2 separate regions of the Pan troglodytes genome follow, and region 2 is linked to region 1. A link is a contact called in public HiChIP or PLAC-seq data. All regions are on one chromosome and are shown on one strand. Each heading gives the region's core, a stretch centred on a gene start, on an enhancer-like site or on the middle of the called end of the contact. The rest is flanking DNA. Distances are from core to core; before and after follow the strand shown.

Region 1 (7,880 bases), core at 2,678-5,177:
CCACATGCAGGAACAGCTGCATGTGGACATGCAGCCTCAACTAGACCAGTCACACCAACACACTGTTTTTGGCCACACACTGTCACGTGGTCACACGTACCCAGTCATAGGTGCTCAAATCTGGTCACAGCATCAGTCACACAGTCTACTGTGACAGCCACACTCATAGGGACAGTCCTCTATACACAACCACACACAGAGGTACTGATGGCCACAGCATGCAACCACCCACAAACAACTGTCCCCAAGGATGGCCTCCCTCAAGACACAGCCATGGTGGTCCTATAGGCATGGCCACAGCATCAATGTCCATGTGACCCAGCCACCTATCATGGTCATAATCCCATCACCCAGTGTCCATACACAGCTGTACCATGTCACTCCAATGCAGCGAAACATATAGCCTTTCTTCATGCAGGCACACAAGTCACACAGACAAGTATGTGGCCATATAGAATCACAGCCCCGTGTGGACAGGTGCACAAAGTCACAAGCCCCACCTACACACATATCTCACACATAGAGACATAAGCACACAGTTTTAGTTTCCCATGTCACAAGTACACAGTCCAGTGTATGCACAGAAATGCAGTGACCAGGATGTGGCATTTATAGCTGGGTTTACACAGAAGACACAGGTCCTGATGGAGCCATGTGCACAGTCAGGGGCCAATCTCATCACCAAATCACACATTCAAACACAGGTAGTCCAGCACATATACACAGAGACAAAAACAGGCACACAGCTACAGACCCCACACTCTCACAGATGATGACATAGACACAGACATCTATAGTCACCCAGGGTCAGACATGCAGGTCACACACAATAATATGGAAGCCATAATCATATACACACCCCTACAAACATAATTTCCTGGCACCAGCACGGAGACACATCCACAGCTTTAGTCACACACAAATAATCCCTCTAAATAGCCAGGGTTTCAGACACCAAGTCAAATACATAACCCAAATCACACATGCAAGGCTAGAAATACACACAATCACTCGTTATCACACACACTGCTAGATACAGCCATTTATATTAATACAACCTCAGTCACACACTCAGACATGGTTCTGCATACGCAACCACTGTCATACACAATACTGTCACACAACCCCAGTCACACAGACACAATGTGACTTCAGACACAATGGCAGTCACACAGGCAGAGTTGCACAGACAGGTGCGTGTCACTCACGTATATAAAATCAGGTAGAGACACAACTATAAACATTGTCAGTCACTGGGAGGGTCACACATGCACATGGAGCCATAGACAACTCCACTCACACACAGTCACAACTCCACCCACGTCCTGTCAGTCACACGCATGCCCACCCCCAGACTCAACACATACTGTCACATACCCAGTTATAGTTACCGAGGCATACAAACACAGGGTCACAAAAGACACAATCACAGACAACCAGTCACAACCATGCACACCTCCAAACACAGACAGACTAAAAAGTACAGGATTCTGCACAGTGAGCAGCTGTCACACACACATACACAGTCACACAAATACTAGGGTCACAGACACAATCATAGACACCACCACAAGCACACACACACGACACAGGATTCCTCAGTCACCAGCTGCAGCGTACGCGTGCACACACACACACACACATACACAGCCACAGTCACACAAACACAGGGCACACTCCTAGCCACCTCCCCATCGCTTGCTTCCCTCCTTCCCCCCAGGTACCACACACAAAGCCGCCGTCACCGTCACCGCAGACGCTGCAGACAAGACAGGGCTGCACCCGGTCCCTGGGGAGCCGCCCCCAGCCCAGCCTGTATCCTGGAGCCTGAGGGCCAGGGCCAGGAGGGGGAAGCGGTGCATTGTCTGCGGGTGGGGCCACTCTTGGACAGCTGGGCAGCCCTGGGGACAAAGGGGGTGGCCTAGGGATCCTGTGCCCTGGGACCCATGACCAAGCCAGGGGGTGGAGGGATTGGGGGTTGCCTGAAATTGTCCTTATTTTATTCAGGCTGGGGTGGGGTGGAGTCCCAGGCACAGGGACCTTGTTTTGAGAAGTGGCTGTGCCTGGGACACCGCCCAAGGATTGGGGGGATGCTGTGCCCAGGGTGCCTCTGAGACCTGGGGGCAGGCTGTGCTTGGAGTCCTCCCAAGCCTTGGCGTGGTGGGAACGCTGTACCCAGTGACCCCATCCTCGAGACCGTACCTAGGGAGTTGTTGTGCTGAGACCCCCTTAGGCAGGGAGAGGTAGGGATTGTGTCTGGAATCGCCTCCTGGAGGCCTTGGTTTGATACGGGGGCTGTGTCCCCGACCCCATCTCCATCCCCATCTAGTTCTAGGAGTTGTACCTAGAATCTCTGTACCCCTGTCCTTGGTTTTGTGGGGGGTCTGTGTCCAGGATCCCTATTTCCAGGGCCTTGGCAAGAGATGGCCCAGGGGTCTGTGCCCAAGACCCCGGTCTCCTGGGCTTTGGCTTGTTGGGCCTGTTCCTGGACCCCCACCCAGGACCACCCTCTCCAGCCTTGGCACCCTCTCTCCATCCGGGCGCCGCGGCCGCCTCCCACCCTCCGCCACATCAGCAGCGGCGCCGCCCCCGACCCGAGCCCCCCTCTCCCGCCCTTCTCACGCTGGCCGCCGCGCTGCGGGACATCCAGGGCCCGGGCGCCCCCGCCTCCCGCGGCCCTGGCTGGGCCTGGCTCCCCGACTGCTGCTGCTGCGGTGGTGGCGGCGGCAGCTCGGTCTGACGCCGGCCAGGGCCCGGGGCCGGGGGATGGTGCGGGATGCACGCGCGCGAGCCTCCTCGGCTCCCGGGAGGATTCCGTTCCGGGGGCGGGGGAGCGTCCCTCGGCCTCGGCTCCCCGCCCCGGCCCCGCCCATTGGCCCGCCGCCTGCCGTATATGCAGAAAGGCCCCGCCCCGCCCCGGCGCCTCGCCGGGCCCCGTCCCGCCCCTTGGCCTGAAGACCCCGCCCACACGCAGACACCATCCCGCCTTCCCCGGCGCGGCCACCGCCCCGCCACGCCCATTGGCCAGTCCCGAGCTGAGCATGCCTATGAACATCGCCGAGTCCTTTCCCCCGGTCCGTCCGGGCCTGGGCTCCCTTTCCCTCCGTGACACCTGACCTCAGATCCCCTCCAGCTCCGCGTCCGAAAGAGTTGCTTCTAGAGGCGCCTTGCCGCCCCACACCCCCAAATCTTCCCGCTAACCCCATGGTTCCCCAGCCCGGCGGGGGCGGGCAGGAGCGGTGACGAGGCGCTTTTTGCAAGGAAGGGGAGGGGGTGTGAACAGACCAAGGCGTCCTGATGCGCGATCGGTTCGGCTTTGGGAACGGGGGCGCCGGGGTGGGACCAGGGCGCGGTTCTGGCCGCTACGGCGCCCCCGCCGCCCCCTACGCCAATCCTGTGGGTTTGGCAAAGCAGCTGGCAGGGACATTAGAGCCCATTAGTAAAGGCGAGGTTGCCAGGAGTGAGGGGAGGGAGCCCGCAGCCAAGAGGCACTGTGTGGGGGGGAGGCCTCAGCTGCCACAGCCCTTAGAGCAGGTGGTCAGCACGTGGGGGGGTGGGGAAGGCGAGAAGGAGGTTCCCGGCAACAGATGGCACAGGCAGGGCTGAGGCTTTCAGACAAGGGGGTGCAGGGGGGCTGGCCATCTGCACCTGGAGGCCGCTGGCGAGCTCCTCCCCCTCTCCCCCCAACCCTAGCGCAAAGAAAAGAGCTGGGGGAAGGGGAGGGCTGCTTTTATTCCGATTGAAGATTCAGCTCCCCCCCACCCCGCACCCCTACCTCTCCAACACACTGAGAGGCTGGAACCCGGGAGAAGGCAGCTGTTGGAGGAGCAAGGGAGGCAGAGGTGAGGACTGCCTCCAGGACCATCTCGCCTTCCACGGGAGGCTTGAGGCAGAGGTGAGGGCTCCCCCTGATGAGTCTGATCTGCATAACGACATGCAGCGGCCCAAGGCTCCCTCAAATGTTGGCAAAGATAAGTTAACCGCTTCCCTGGCTTAGTTTTCGGATACCCACTTTCGAGTGGGGAGGTGCAGGATCTAGGGCACGAAGTTGGGAGTTCCCCAGCCCCAGGGATCCTGAGCTCCTGGGCCAAGGAGGAGAGCCAGGCAAGACTGGGAAGCCCAAGGGGGCTCCTCTGACCCAGGGCAGACGGGGAAGGGATAAGAGGCACTGCAGCAGGGTATGGCCTGCTCTGGGGACTGAATCCCCCATGGAGGCTGTCATGAGGGATCCACCCAGGAGTCCCCTTTGGTGGGGAGGCTGCCGGCAGTGGCTGCGTCTGGCTGGCGACTGGCCCAGTAGCGGTGGTAGGTGTCCTGGAAGAGGTCCCTGCAGGCGATGTGGGCTCGGAGGTGGGCACAGGCCAGGAAAGCCCCTGCCAGCTTGCGGTGCAGGGCATAGGTCTCCTCGGGTGGGGGACACAGCCGGTGCCGCAGCAGCACCGGGATGAGGTCCTGTATGCGGCGGGCCGTTTCCCCCGACCCAAAGTCATAAGGGCCCTGGGTGGCGAAAGGCTCCCCCAGGATCATCACTGCCTCCACGTGGGCGTCGGAGAATGCCTGGGAGTGGGGGTGGGGGGAGAGCAAAGGCAGCCAGTGTGGACATAGAGCCCTCTGCATAACCCAGAAACAACGTGTAGCCTCCACTCCCTCCAGTCTCCACCATCAACACAAGCCCCGACTCCCTCAAGAGTGAGCAGCTTCCGCTCCTTCCAGAGCCTGGACTAGACAAGCAGCTGCCTATTCCCCGAGTAAGCACCCCTCACTTCCCTGCAGAGCCTCCAACAGACAAGTAGCCCTCTACTCTCTCTACAACAGAGAAGCGGCCTTCGCCCCTCCTGAACAGATCCACGGTGCCCATGTTCCCAGGGTTCCTGAGAAGTCAGGCAGCCACCTCCCCCCACTCCTCCCCAAAGCCCCCAGCATGGATAAGCATCCCTCCTAGAGTCCCCCACTCCCCAGGTATAGACACACAGCCTCCATTCTCCCTAGTGGAGACAAGCCCCTCCTAGAGTCCCCCAGTCCCCGGGTATCGACATGCCCCATCACCTACTCGAGTTCCTCAGTGGAGATAAGCAGCCCCCCACTGCACCCCACCAACAGACACCAGCCCCTTTCTCCCCCAGTGTCTCCCCACCTTGGTTTCAAAGCCTGTGAGGAATTTGAGGTCCCTGGACTTCTGCAGGACACAGTCTCTGTCTCCATCAGCTGCAGCCTTCACCACCTGGGGAGACGGGTGGGAGTTAGAGGGACAAAGGCCGGGGCTCAAGGGGGCTCTGGAGAAGAGGAGCTGGAAGCCTGGGCCTCCCGTGTACCCACCTCCATTCTCATCTGCCTGGGCCCTCCCTCACCTGGAAGCTTCCTGCTCCCAACTTTGCCTGTCTGTGACTCCCTTAAAGACTGTTCCAGAGCCTGGGAGTGGAGGTGGTTAGGGATCCTGCCCACCTAGCCGGCAATGTGGGGCCTGCCCGGGAACTGCCACAGTGAAACAGTGCAAGAAACAAGTGTCAGGGCTGCTGGTGAGTCCAAACACTCAACTGGACGGGTATGAGCGTGACCCAGAACTGCATCCAAAGTTGCCAGGGGCCATCTCTCTGTCTCCCACACTGGTCTTTGAGCCCTGTGAGAGCAAGGATCCCAGTTGGGTTTAGTCGCACGGGGCACAGGGTCTGGTGCTCAGGAGGCCCTGGGTGAACCTTGCTTTAGCAAATGAGCGTGTGGAGCAGAGCAGCTCTCCAGCCATGAGCTCACACACACAGGGCAGGAGTTGTGGGCATGGAGAGATGCCCAGCTGGGGCCAGCTGGCTAGGGTTCCGTCCCAGCTCTGCCACCTGCCGGCCTGTTGGGCCTCCACTTTCTCATCTGTGAAGTGGGGATGCCAAAAGTGCCTGCCTCATGGGGCTGTTGGGAGGATAAAGAAGGTGATGCCTGTGGCGTGCCTGGCGCTGTGTCTCATGCAGGAAGCACCGTAAATACTATAATCTACCATTATTAAGAGGTGGGCACGGGGGTCCCTATTTCACAGAAGGGGAAGCAGACCCGGAGTAGGGAGTGGAACCTGGGTCACACCACTCACTACTGGGTTGCCCTTTTTTGTGAGGAGGGGGATTCGGGATTAATTCCATTCCCTCTCTGCTCCCCCTGCCCGAGCATGTCTGGCCATCTGTCAGGCCTGTGGTCCTCAGAAGCCAGGGCTTTTATAAAGTGGCAAAGGCTGCAGGTCTGGGTGGGAGGGGAGGGTGTCAGTGGGGAGAAGAAGGGTCTCAGCTTTGTGCCTCAGTGGCTGGCAGAGAGGGCCCCAAGGGGCCTGTGTGTAAGGGGTTATCACCTCCTCTTCCTGTTCCTGTCTCAGAGGTGGCCCCACCAGTCCCCAGACCAGATCCCTAGACACCTCTGTCCCCAACTTCTAGCCCGTCTGCTCCCATGGACTGCCAGCTGGGCATCTCCCAGCCACCCCTCTGCCCCTCTCCACAGCTGCCCTGAGCTCCCACCCCCAGGCTTAGAGACCACTTCTTATTCAGAGGGAGTTTTCAAATTCTGACTGCATCCCTTCCCTGCTCAAATCTTTTCCACGGCTCCGCAGGGCACCTGGATACAGTACGAGCTGTAGAGCGCAGCCTCTAAAATCCGCAGTGATTTGCTGCAGCCTCGTCACTGTGCTGCCCCCCGACCTGCCCTTCCACTCAGAATGGGAGCTTCCTTTGGGTCCTCTAGGGCCTTACTACTACCAGTGTGGTCCCCATACGGGTAGCCCTGGCCTCACATGGGTGCGTGTCAGAACATAGCATCTTACGCCCACCTCCAGACCAGAATCTGCACTTGCACAGGATCGCCAGGCTTCAAATGCACATCCAAGTCTGAGAAATGCTGCTCTAATGGGACTGTCCCTTATCACTGCCTCGCCTTGGCACATGTTGTCTATCTGAAATACCCTCCGAGCCTTTTCCCAGTTGGCCCCCCTCATCCCTCAGGTCTCAATGCTGACACTCCCTCCTCCGGGAAGCCCTCCTTGGCTCCCCAGGCTGGCTCAGGCTCCTCCTCTGGGCTCACAGTCCCCTGTGCTTCCCCCATCCCAGCCCTGTCCATGCTAGGTCCTCACTGTCGCCTCACTGACTATGAGTTCTGTGAGGAGGGGCCTAGGCTGGGCCCAGGCCACTGCTGTGTCTCCAGCTTTGCCTAGAATAGAGCTGGGCACAGAGGAGGGGTCAGAAAACGTTTAGATTGGCTGGGCAGGAGGGCTCATGCCTGTAATCCCAGCACTTTGGGAGGCCAAGGCAGGAGGATCACCTGAGGTCAGGAGTTCGAGACCAGCCTGGGCAACATGGTGAAACCCCATCTCTACTAAAAATACAAAAATTAGCCAGGCGTGGTGGCACGTGCCTGTAATCCCAGCTACTCGAGAAGCTGAGGCAGGAGAATCGCTTGAACCCAGGAGATGGAGGTTGTGGTGAGCCAAGATCGAGCCACTGCACTCCAGCCTGGGCGACAGAGCAAGACTCTGTCTCAATTAAAAAAAAAAGAAAAGAAAAGAAAAAAAAGGAAAAGAAAACGTTTAGATTGATGGCTACATGATTAGAGGACCCAGGGCAAATGTCCAATCTCAACAACGAATGAAATGGTGTTCTCTGCAGCCTCTAAGACAAACTGACCCCAGTGGGTGGGAGAGACGAGCCAAGTACGTGAGGAAACACCTCCTGTAGACAGAGTTGCCCCCAGGGACACACACCTGGGCTGGACACCAGGGCCCTGGACAGCATGGGGTCTGGAGAGGTGACAAGATGGTCACTGTGGGCCTTTCTCTTAGGAGGGAGCTGGGCAGTGGTTGGAAGCTTGGGCTCTGGACCTGGACCACCTGAATTTGAATCCCAAGTCTGCTGTGATCT
Region 2 (7,880 bases), core at 2,799-5,298, 59 kb after region 1:
CTTGGCTCACTGCAAGCTCTGCCTCCCGGGTTCACGCCATTCTCCTGCCTCAGCCTCCCGAATAGCTGGGACTACAGGCTCCCGCCACCACGCCTGGCTAATTTTTTGTATTTTTAGTAGCAACGGGGTTTCACCCTGTTAGCCAGGATGGTCTCGATCTCCTGACTTCGTGATTTGCCCGCCTCAGCCTCCCAAAGTGCTGGGATTACAGGCGTGAGCCACCGCGCCCGGCCCTTTTTTCTATTTTTAGTAGATACGGGGTTTCTCCATGTTGGTCAGGCTGGTCTCGAACTGCTGACCTCAAGTGATCCACCCGCCTCAGCCTCTGAAAAGTGCTGCGATTACAGGCGTGAGCCACCATGCCCGGCCTCCTTTTTTTTTTTGAGATGGAGTCTTGCTCTGTCGCCCGGGCTGGAGTACAGTGGCGCGATCTTGGCTCACTGCCACCTCCACCTCCTGGGTTCAAGCAATTCTCCTGCTTCAGCCTCCCGAGTAGCTAGGATTACAGGTGTGTGCCACCATTTCTGGCTAATTTTTGTATTTTTGGTAGAGACAGGGTTTTGCCATGTTGGCCAGGCTAGTCTCGAACTCCTGGCCTCAGGTGATCTGCCTGCCTTGGCCTCCCAAAGTGCTGGGATTATAGGCGTGAGCCACCATGCCCGGCCCATGCTTATTATTCCTATTCCAAGGCTGGTAAGAAGGCAAGGTTCAGTTTGGGTGTGGGGGGGGTGCAGACTCAGAGCTCCTGGTTCCTAGTTTAGGGTACCCTCCTGATGAAAGATGATACCACATAAGTATGATTAAAAGCATGGAGGCCGGGTACGGCAGCTCACGCCTGTAATCCCAGCACTTTGGGAGGCTGAAGCAGGTGGATCACCTGAGGTCAGGAGTTCGAGACCAGCCTGGCCAACAAGACGACACCCTGTCTCTACTAAAAATACAAAAAATTAGCCAGGCGTGGTGGTGGGCACCTGTAATCCCAGCTACTCAGGAGGCCGAGGCAGAAGAATCGCTTGAACCCGGGAGGCGGAGGTTGCAGTGAGCTGAGATCACGCCACTGCACTCCTGTCTGGGCAATAAGAGCGAAACTCCATCTCTAAATAAATAAATAAATAAAAAAGCATGGAGCCAGGCTGGGTGCGGTGGCTAACGCCTGTAATTCCAGCACTTTGGGAGGTTGAGACAAGAAGATCGCTTGGGCCCAAGAATTCAAGACCCAGCCTGGGCAACACAGCAAGACTCTATATCTACAAAAAAATATATATGTACAAAAAATTAGCTGGGCATGGTGGCGCACATCTGTGGTCCCAGCTATTTTGGAGGCTGAGATGGGAGGATCACTTGAGCCTGGGAGGTTGAGGCTGCAGTGAGCTGTGATCCAGCTACTGCATTCCATCCTGGGCAACAGAGCAAGACCCTGTCCCAAAAACAAACAAACAAACAAACAAACAGCTTGGAGCCCTGCTACCAGAGTTCAAATTGGACTCTTCCTCTTTCTGCACTATAGCTAAGGGGCATTATAGCTAAGGGGCTTCACTTCTATGAGCCTCAGTTTTCTCACCAGGAAAATGAGACAATAAAAGTTTCTACCTCATGGGGTTGTTGAGAGGATTCAATAAATTAATATTTAAACACAACAGCGCCTGACATAGGGTAAGGCATTCAGTAAAAGGTGGCTGTAATTTGCATTAAATTTGCCTCATCTCAGTGGGGGCATTTAGGGAAGGTTATAAATGTGTCCGGAGGCCAGGCGCAGTGGCTCACGCCTGTAATCCCACTTTGGGAGGCTGAGGCAGGTGGATCACCTGAGGTTGGGAGTTCGAGGCCAGCCTGGCCAACATGACAAACCCTGTCTCTACTAAAAATACAAAAATTAGCTGGGCGTGGTGGTGGGCGCCAGTTCACTCCAGCCTGGATGAAAGAGGGAAACTCCATTAAAAAAAAAAAAGTGTCTGGAAAGCTTGGAGTTTCAATGTGAGTCCTGGCAAGTCGCTTCTCCCTCTTTTCTTCAGCCAGGCAATCACTAAACCTCAGCCTCAGGGCCCCAGCCTAGGTCTGGCACTCTCCTTTCCCCTCCCACCTGGGTCCCTGGATGTCCCAGTTTCCTCAAGGCTCCTAAGTACCACTTCCACAGGCAGCCTCCTTTTCTGCACAGAGCCTCTCCAGGGCTCCCCCGTGCCCTCAGGAAAGTCTCAGTCCCTTTGCACGACCCGCTCTGTCCTGCGTGGGCTGGCTCTGCCGCTTTCACAGCCCCATGTTTGCCACTTCCCCCGGCAAGTTAAGGACATATTTGCAGTTCCTTGAATAGAACATGTCCTCATTTCACTCCAGGCCCCTGCACAAGCTATATACTCTCATCACACAGCATTTGCACGACTTGCTCAACAGCACTCAGGGTTCCCCTTCTCCAAGAAGCTCCCCCTGACTCCCCAGCCTGGGTCAGACACCCCTCTGGGCTTTGTCATGACAGCCCTGACCACTCTGGGTTGTCACTGTCTGGAAAGGTGGAGGCATCTGTCTCTCTCACTAGACTGGGCATTTGCTCTTTTTTTTTTTTTTTTTTTGAGACAGAGTCTTGCTCTGTCTTCCAGGCTGGAGTGCAGTGGCGCAATTTTGGCTCACTGCAACCTCTGCCTCCAGGGTTCAAGCGATTCTCCCGCCTCAGCCTCCCGAGTAGCTGGGACTACAGTTGCATGCCACCACACCCGGCTAATTTTTGTATTTTTAATAGAGATGCGGTTTCACCATATTGGTCAGGCAGGTCTCCAACTCCTGACCTCAGGTGATCCACCCGCCTCGGCCTCCCAAAGTGCTGAGATTACATGCATGAGCCAAAGCACCCGGACTGGACTGGGCACTTGTGAGGACAGCTTTCTTCATTGCTGGAGGCACACCACCATGGAAGAGATCTAGGTGGGGGACCTAAGTAGTCAGGCTGTTTGATCTTGAGGACATGGGAACCCCCCCACCCGCCAAGAGATCTGTGAAGTGTCTAGGGCAGAGCCTGGGTGGTGGGTGGGGCATGGAGACCCTACCGGTCCTTGTGTAGTTTCAGAAGCCTCTTCACATCTTCTCTGCCCTTGGGGACCGGGCCAGCCTTCTCAAAGGCCTCCTTCAGGAGCTGGCTCTTCTCCAGGCCGAAGACATGAAGGGGAGCAGGCCCTGTGGCAGCGGGTGGAGGAGGCAGTGGGGGCGGTGGGGGAACAGGGGTCTGCTGACTCCAGGGAGGGGATGGTAAAGCTAAAAAGTCCAGGGGACTTGGTGGTAGAAGAGGAGATGGAATGCTGCTGGCTTGGGGTACAGGGGTTTTTGGAGGAGAAATTGGTGGTTTTAGGGGAGGAGAGCATGGAGAAGTCATTTTGGGGTCTACAGGAGGGGTTGAGAGGTTCAGAAAGCGGGGAGGGAAGGATCCTCCAACGGAGAACGGTCTCAGGGATGGAGATTTTAAAGGTTTAAGAGCTGAGTTCCAGAATCTGGGGGCTGAGCAGTGGGTGTGAAAGGACCAGGGCTAATATTTGAAACCATGGGAGCAGGAATTGCGAGGCTGACTCAAGTCATAAGGCACCTGACGGTTAACAGGGTGCGGTCCTTAAATCCGGAACCGGATCTGTGGTACCGGTTGGGTTACCTCGGGAGTCTTAGGTGGAGAGTTAGTAGGAGTTAACTCATTCTTTGGGGCTGGATGTGGAAACTCTTGAGTGAGTTTGGGATATGAAGGCTCAGATCTAGAGTGAGGTGCCTTAAGGGTGCGACTTAGGGACCCAGGGCTAAAGATTCGGAGAACTTAGGTTCAGTCCCCCCTCACATCCCAGGCCCGAGTTCGGAACCTTTGAGCTGACCTTTGAGTCAGAGGTCAAGAGGTCAAAAAGGACACCTGGCAGGGAAAATGGCCTAGTTGTGGAGAAGGTCCTGGAACCAGAGCAACAAAAAACGTCTGTGGGTTGGAGAAGACTCAGAGATCAGAGGCCGGTGGGCGCCGCGATAACCAGTGGAAAAAGGAAAGCAGTCAGGAAGTAAAGTGCACCTCCCACTCCCGGAAAATGGCGGCCCCCGCACACTGCCTTTCCCATATCACGTGGTATTACACGCAACAGTTCCCGCCCATTTTGCGATCACGTGACAGAAAACGGAGCTCTGGCGGGGGTAAGAGGCGGGACTTCAAAAAGGATTGCCTCCGGAAGACACCGCAGCGCGGGACGCGTACAGTCTCGTGACCTTCACTGATTGGTCCGTAGACCCGGGCGCCACGGAAGGAGGTGGGCTTTCAGGGAGTGGGGCGGGGTTTTTCTACCGGGGCGGGGTTTTTTCTACCTAGGCGGGAACCCAAATATCGTTTTGATTGGCAACAGCTGAGCCCAGAAACGAGACTTGCTCTGATTGGTCAAGCTACTGCGTTTCCGCGCGGCGATTGGCTGGCAGAAAGGCAGAGGCGGGGCCAGGAGAGAAAGCTTTGTGGTTTGGTTTCAGGGAAGTAGCAGGCGCCGGTTGAGAGAACTACGGCCCTGTCGGAAGGTAACCTCCGGTGCAAACGACCATCGGCGGCAGGCGAGCGGTACGCTTGGCGTCCGGGCCTTCCTGGGCCCGTCTGAGGAAACTTGCTGCTCGAGGCCAGGCTGCCTAGGACCTGTCCCTTTTTTCTGTACTGGCTCCCACATCCGGGTTTTTTCTCCGGGACGGCCCTTCGGATGCTTGGGCCAATGGGAATCGCCATTTAGGGTGCTCCGCCCACCGGGTCGCGTAGAGCATCCTGGAAGTCGTAGTAAATCTCTCGAGAGTTCCCTCCGCACGCGGGCTGGAGAAGCGGGTCCTACGCACGCTTTGTTGTCGCGCTTTGCCTCCGTCCTTACCCCTACTCCCGCCTTACCTGACTTCCTTTTCGGAGGAAGATCCTTGAGCAGCCGACGTTGGGACAAAGGATTTGGAGAAACCCAGGGCTAAAGTCACGTTTTTCCTCCTTTAAGATTTACCTCAACACTTCACTCCATGGCAGTTCCCGAGACCCGCCCTAACCACACTATTTATATCAACAACCTCAATGAGAAGATCAAGAAGGATGGTGAGTTCTCGGGATAGTCCGGAGTCCAGACTGTCCCGCACGGGCTGGCCCCTCTTCCATCCCCTGCACCCGCCTCTCTTTCTAAGTGTTTGTCCAGCCAAACTTCGAGTTAACCCCTTGGCCTTTACACAAACTACTTCCTGTCTTCAACACTCCATTAGTTCATCTTACACTCTGCCCTTTAACGTGGTCACTGCTGCTCATCTTACAAGGTTTGAGGTCACAGGACCCTTCCTCCAGGAAGCCTTGCCTTGTCCCTTCACGTGGCTGCCGCTGACTTCCCGTACGCTGAGACCATCTCCCATCAAGCCCTGATTCCTCTGAGCTGTCGTGGGGCTCTCTCTCCTCCCAGTGGCCTTTGAACTCCGTGAGGGCAAGGACTGGGGCTTTCTTGGTCACCGGCTTTTTCAGTGATCAGCCCACAATGAAAATGTACCATAATGGTGGCTAACGCTCTGTATCATGGGCTGGTCTGTGTGCTTTCATATAAATCTTGATTACATTTAATTCTCACAACAATCTTGTAGGAAGAAGGCTATTGTTATTCCCATTCGTCAACTAAGAAACTGGGGCCGGGCGCGGTGGCTCACCCCTGTAATCAATCCCAGCACTTTGGGAGGCCGAGGCGGGCGGATCACCTGAGGTCGGGAGTTCGAGACCAGCCTGACCGACATGGAGAAACCCTTTCTCTACTGAAAATACAAAATTAGCCGGGCATGGTGGCGCATGCCTATAATCCCAGCTACTCGGGAGGCTGAGGCAGGAGAATTGCTTGAACCCAGGAGACAGAGGTTGCAGTGAGCCGAGATTGCGCCATTGAACTACAGCCTGGGCAACAAGAGCGAAACTCCGTCTCAAAAAAAAAAGAAAGAAAAGAAAAAGAAACTGAGACAGGGGTGATGTGACTTGCCCAGGGTCACATAGCAAGTAAAGTGGTTGAGGCCACCCGTATAGAATTCTGCTTAGGAACCCAATTTTTGGCCGGGCGTGGTGGCTCAGGCCCGTAAGCCCAACACTTTGGGAGGCTGAGGCAGGAGGATCACTGAAACACAGGAGTTCAAGATCAGCCTAGGCGACAAAGCCAGACCTTTTCTCTACAAAAAAAAAAAAAAAAAAAAAAAAGGCTGGGCGTGGGTGGGGTGCGTCTGTGGTCCCAGCTACTTGGGAGGCTGAAGTGGGAGGATCGCTTGAGCTAGAGAGGTTGAGGCTTCAGTGAGCTATGATTGCACCACTGCACTGCTGCCTGGGCTGAGCAAGAGCCTATCTGAAAAAAGGAAAAAAAAAAAGAACTCAATTATTGAAATCGGAAAGACTCTCTCACATTCTCAAGTAAATTATCACCTTTATTGAACCTCATTTTCCAGATCTAAAAACTGAGCAAAATCATAATACCTTTTTTGCATGGATGTTGGGGGAGATTAAATTAGCTAAACCTTGCAGTATTTCTTTTTTATGGTAACTGGCAGCTAGTAAAGGGCTGGATAAATGTTAGCTCTTATCACTTCAAGAAAATTATCGGGAGAACTGAAGGAGCTTGTTGGGATTCAGTTTGAGGTTACCAGTGAAGTTGCTGTTGAAGAAAGCAAAACCAGCAGCCGGGCACTGGCTCACGCCTGTAATCTCAGCACTTTGGGAGGCTGAGGTGGGCAGATCATTTGAGGTCAGGAGTTCAAGACCAGTCTGGCCAAGATGGTGAAACCCCGTCTCTACTGAAAATACAAAAATCAGCTGGATGTGGCGGTGCGCACCTATAGTCCCAGCTACTCGGGAGGCTGAGCAGGAGAATCACTTGAACCCTGGGAAGCAGAGGTCGCAGTGAGCTGAGACTGCACCACTGTACTCCAGCCTGGGTCATAGAGACTGTCTCAAAAAAAAAAAAAAAATCAGGAGTGTAAATTTTGCATATGTTTTTAGAGTGTGGTGCCCAACCATTATCGGGCAGTGCTGGGGACACATTGGTGACATAGAACCCTGGTTTTTTGTTTTTAAAACTTATTTTATTTATTTATTTATTTATTTTTGAGACGGAGTCTTCCTCTGTCGCCCAGGCTGGAGTGCAGTGGCACCATCTCTGCTCACTGCAAGCTCTGCCTTGCCTCCTGGGTTCACGCCATTCTCCTGCCTCAGCCTCCCGAGTAGCTGGGACTACAGGCGCCCACCAGCACGCCCGGCTAATTTTTTGTATATTTAGTACAGAAGGGGTTTAACCATGTTAGCCAGGATGGTGTTGATTTCCTGACCTCGTGATCTGCCCACCTCGGCCTCCAAAAGTGCTGGGATTACAGGCGTGAGCCACAGCGCCCTGCGTTTTTTTTTTTTTTTTTTGAGATGAGACGGAGTGTCGCTCTGTTGCCCAGGCTGGAATGCAGTGGTGCGATCTCAGCTCACTGCAACCTCCGCCTCCCAAATTCAAGTGATTCTCTGCCTCAGCCTCCTGAGTAGCTGGGATTCCAAGCACCTGCTACCACGCTTGGCTAATTTTTGTATTTTTATTAGAGACGGGGTTTCACCATCTTGGCTATGCTGGTCTCGAACTCCTGAACTGTGATCCACCTGCCTCGGCCTCCCAAAGTGCTGGGATTACAGGTGTGAACCACCGCACCCGGCCAGAACCCTGGTTCTTTAGGACAGTGACAGCCCAGAGTAGTCAGGGCCATCAGGCAGGAAGCTTAGGCAGAGTGTTAGAGGGCTGGGATTGGGAACTTAGACAGAGAGATCCATTCAGCTTCCTGGAAAAGGAGACATTTTGGAGAGCCTGCCAGGTAGAGTAAGCAGTATTTATGTTACACTGAGGGAGAAGAGCGTTCTTAACTTGGTCCAGCTT

Evidence for each region. HiChIP or PLAC-seq counts read pairs in DNA pulled down with a chosen protein or histone mark.
Region 2: an H3K4me3 HiChIP or PLAC-seq map of stem cell-derived excitatory neurons shows a contact between it and region 1, with 2.5 times the contacts expected there. The contact joins the promoter of ACTMAP here to the promoter of NUMBL in region 1. A contact is called at or near these places in 1 of 7 Hi-C or Micro-C datasets (stem cell-derived neural progenitor cells) and 1 of 1 datasets of contacts at active chromatin or transcription factors (stem cell-derived excitatory neurons).

The regions. Positions count from the first base shown.
Region 1 is chr20:43,772,404-43,780,283 of NHGRI_mPanTro3-v2.0_pri, forward strand. It overlaps NUMBL (NUMB like endocytic adaptor protein), which reads right to left and starts at 3,928. Exons shown (of 9, transcript XM_054674145.1): 1 at 3,776-3,928. The coding sequence starts at 3,928. COQ8B (coenzyme Q8B) reads right to left here. Exons shown (of 14, transcript XM_054674146.2): 13 at 5,135-5,221; 14 at 3,714-4,557. The coding sequence ends at 4,219.
Region 2 is chr20:43,830,935-43,838,814 of NHGRI_mPanTro3-v2.0_pri, forward strand. It overlaps ACTMAP (actin maturation protease), which reads right to left and starts at 4,049. Exons shown (of 8, transcript XM_054674159.2): 1 at 3,036-4,049. The coding sequence starts at 3,358. It overlaps SNRPA (small nuclear ribonucleoprotein polypeptide A), which reads left to right and starts at 4,148. Exons shown (of 7, transcript XM_054674163.1): 1 at 4,148-4,256; 2 at 4,468-5,056. The coding sequence starts at 4,984.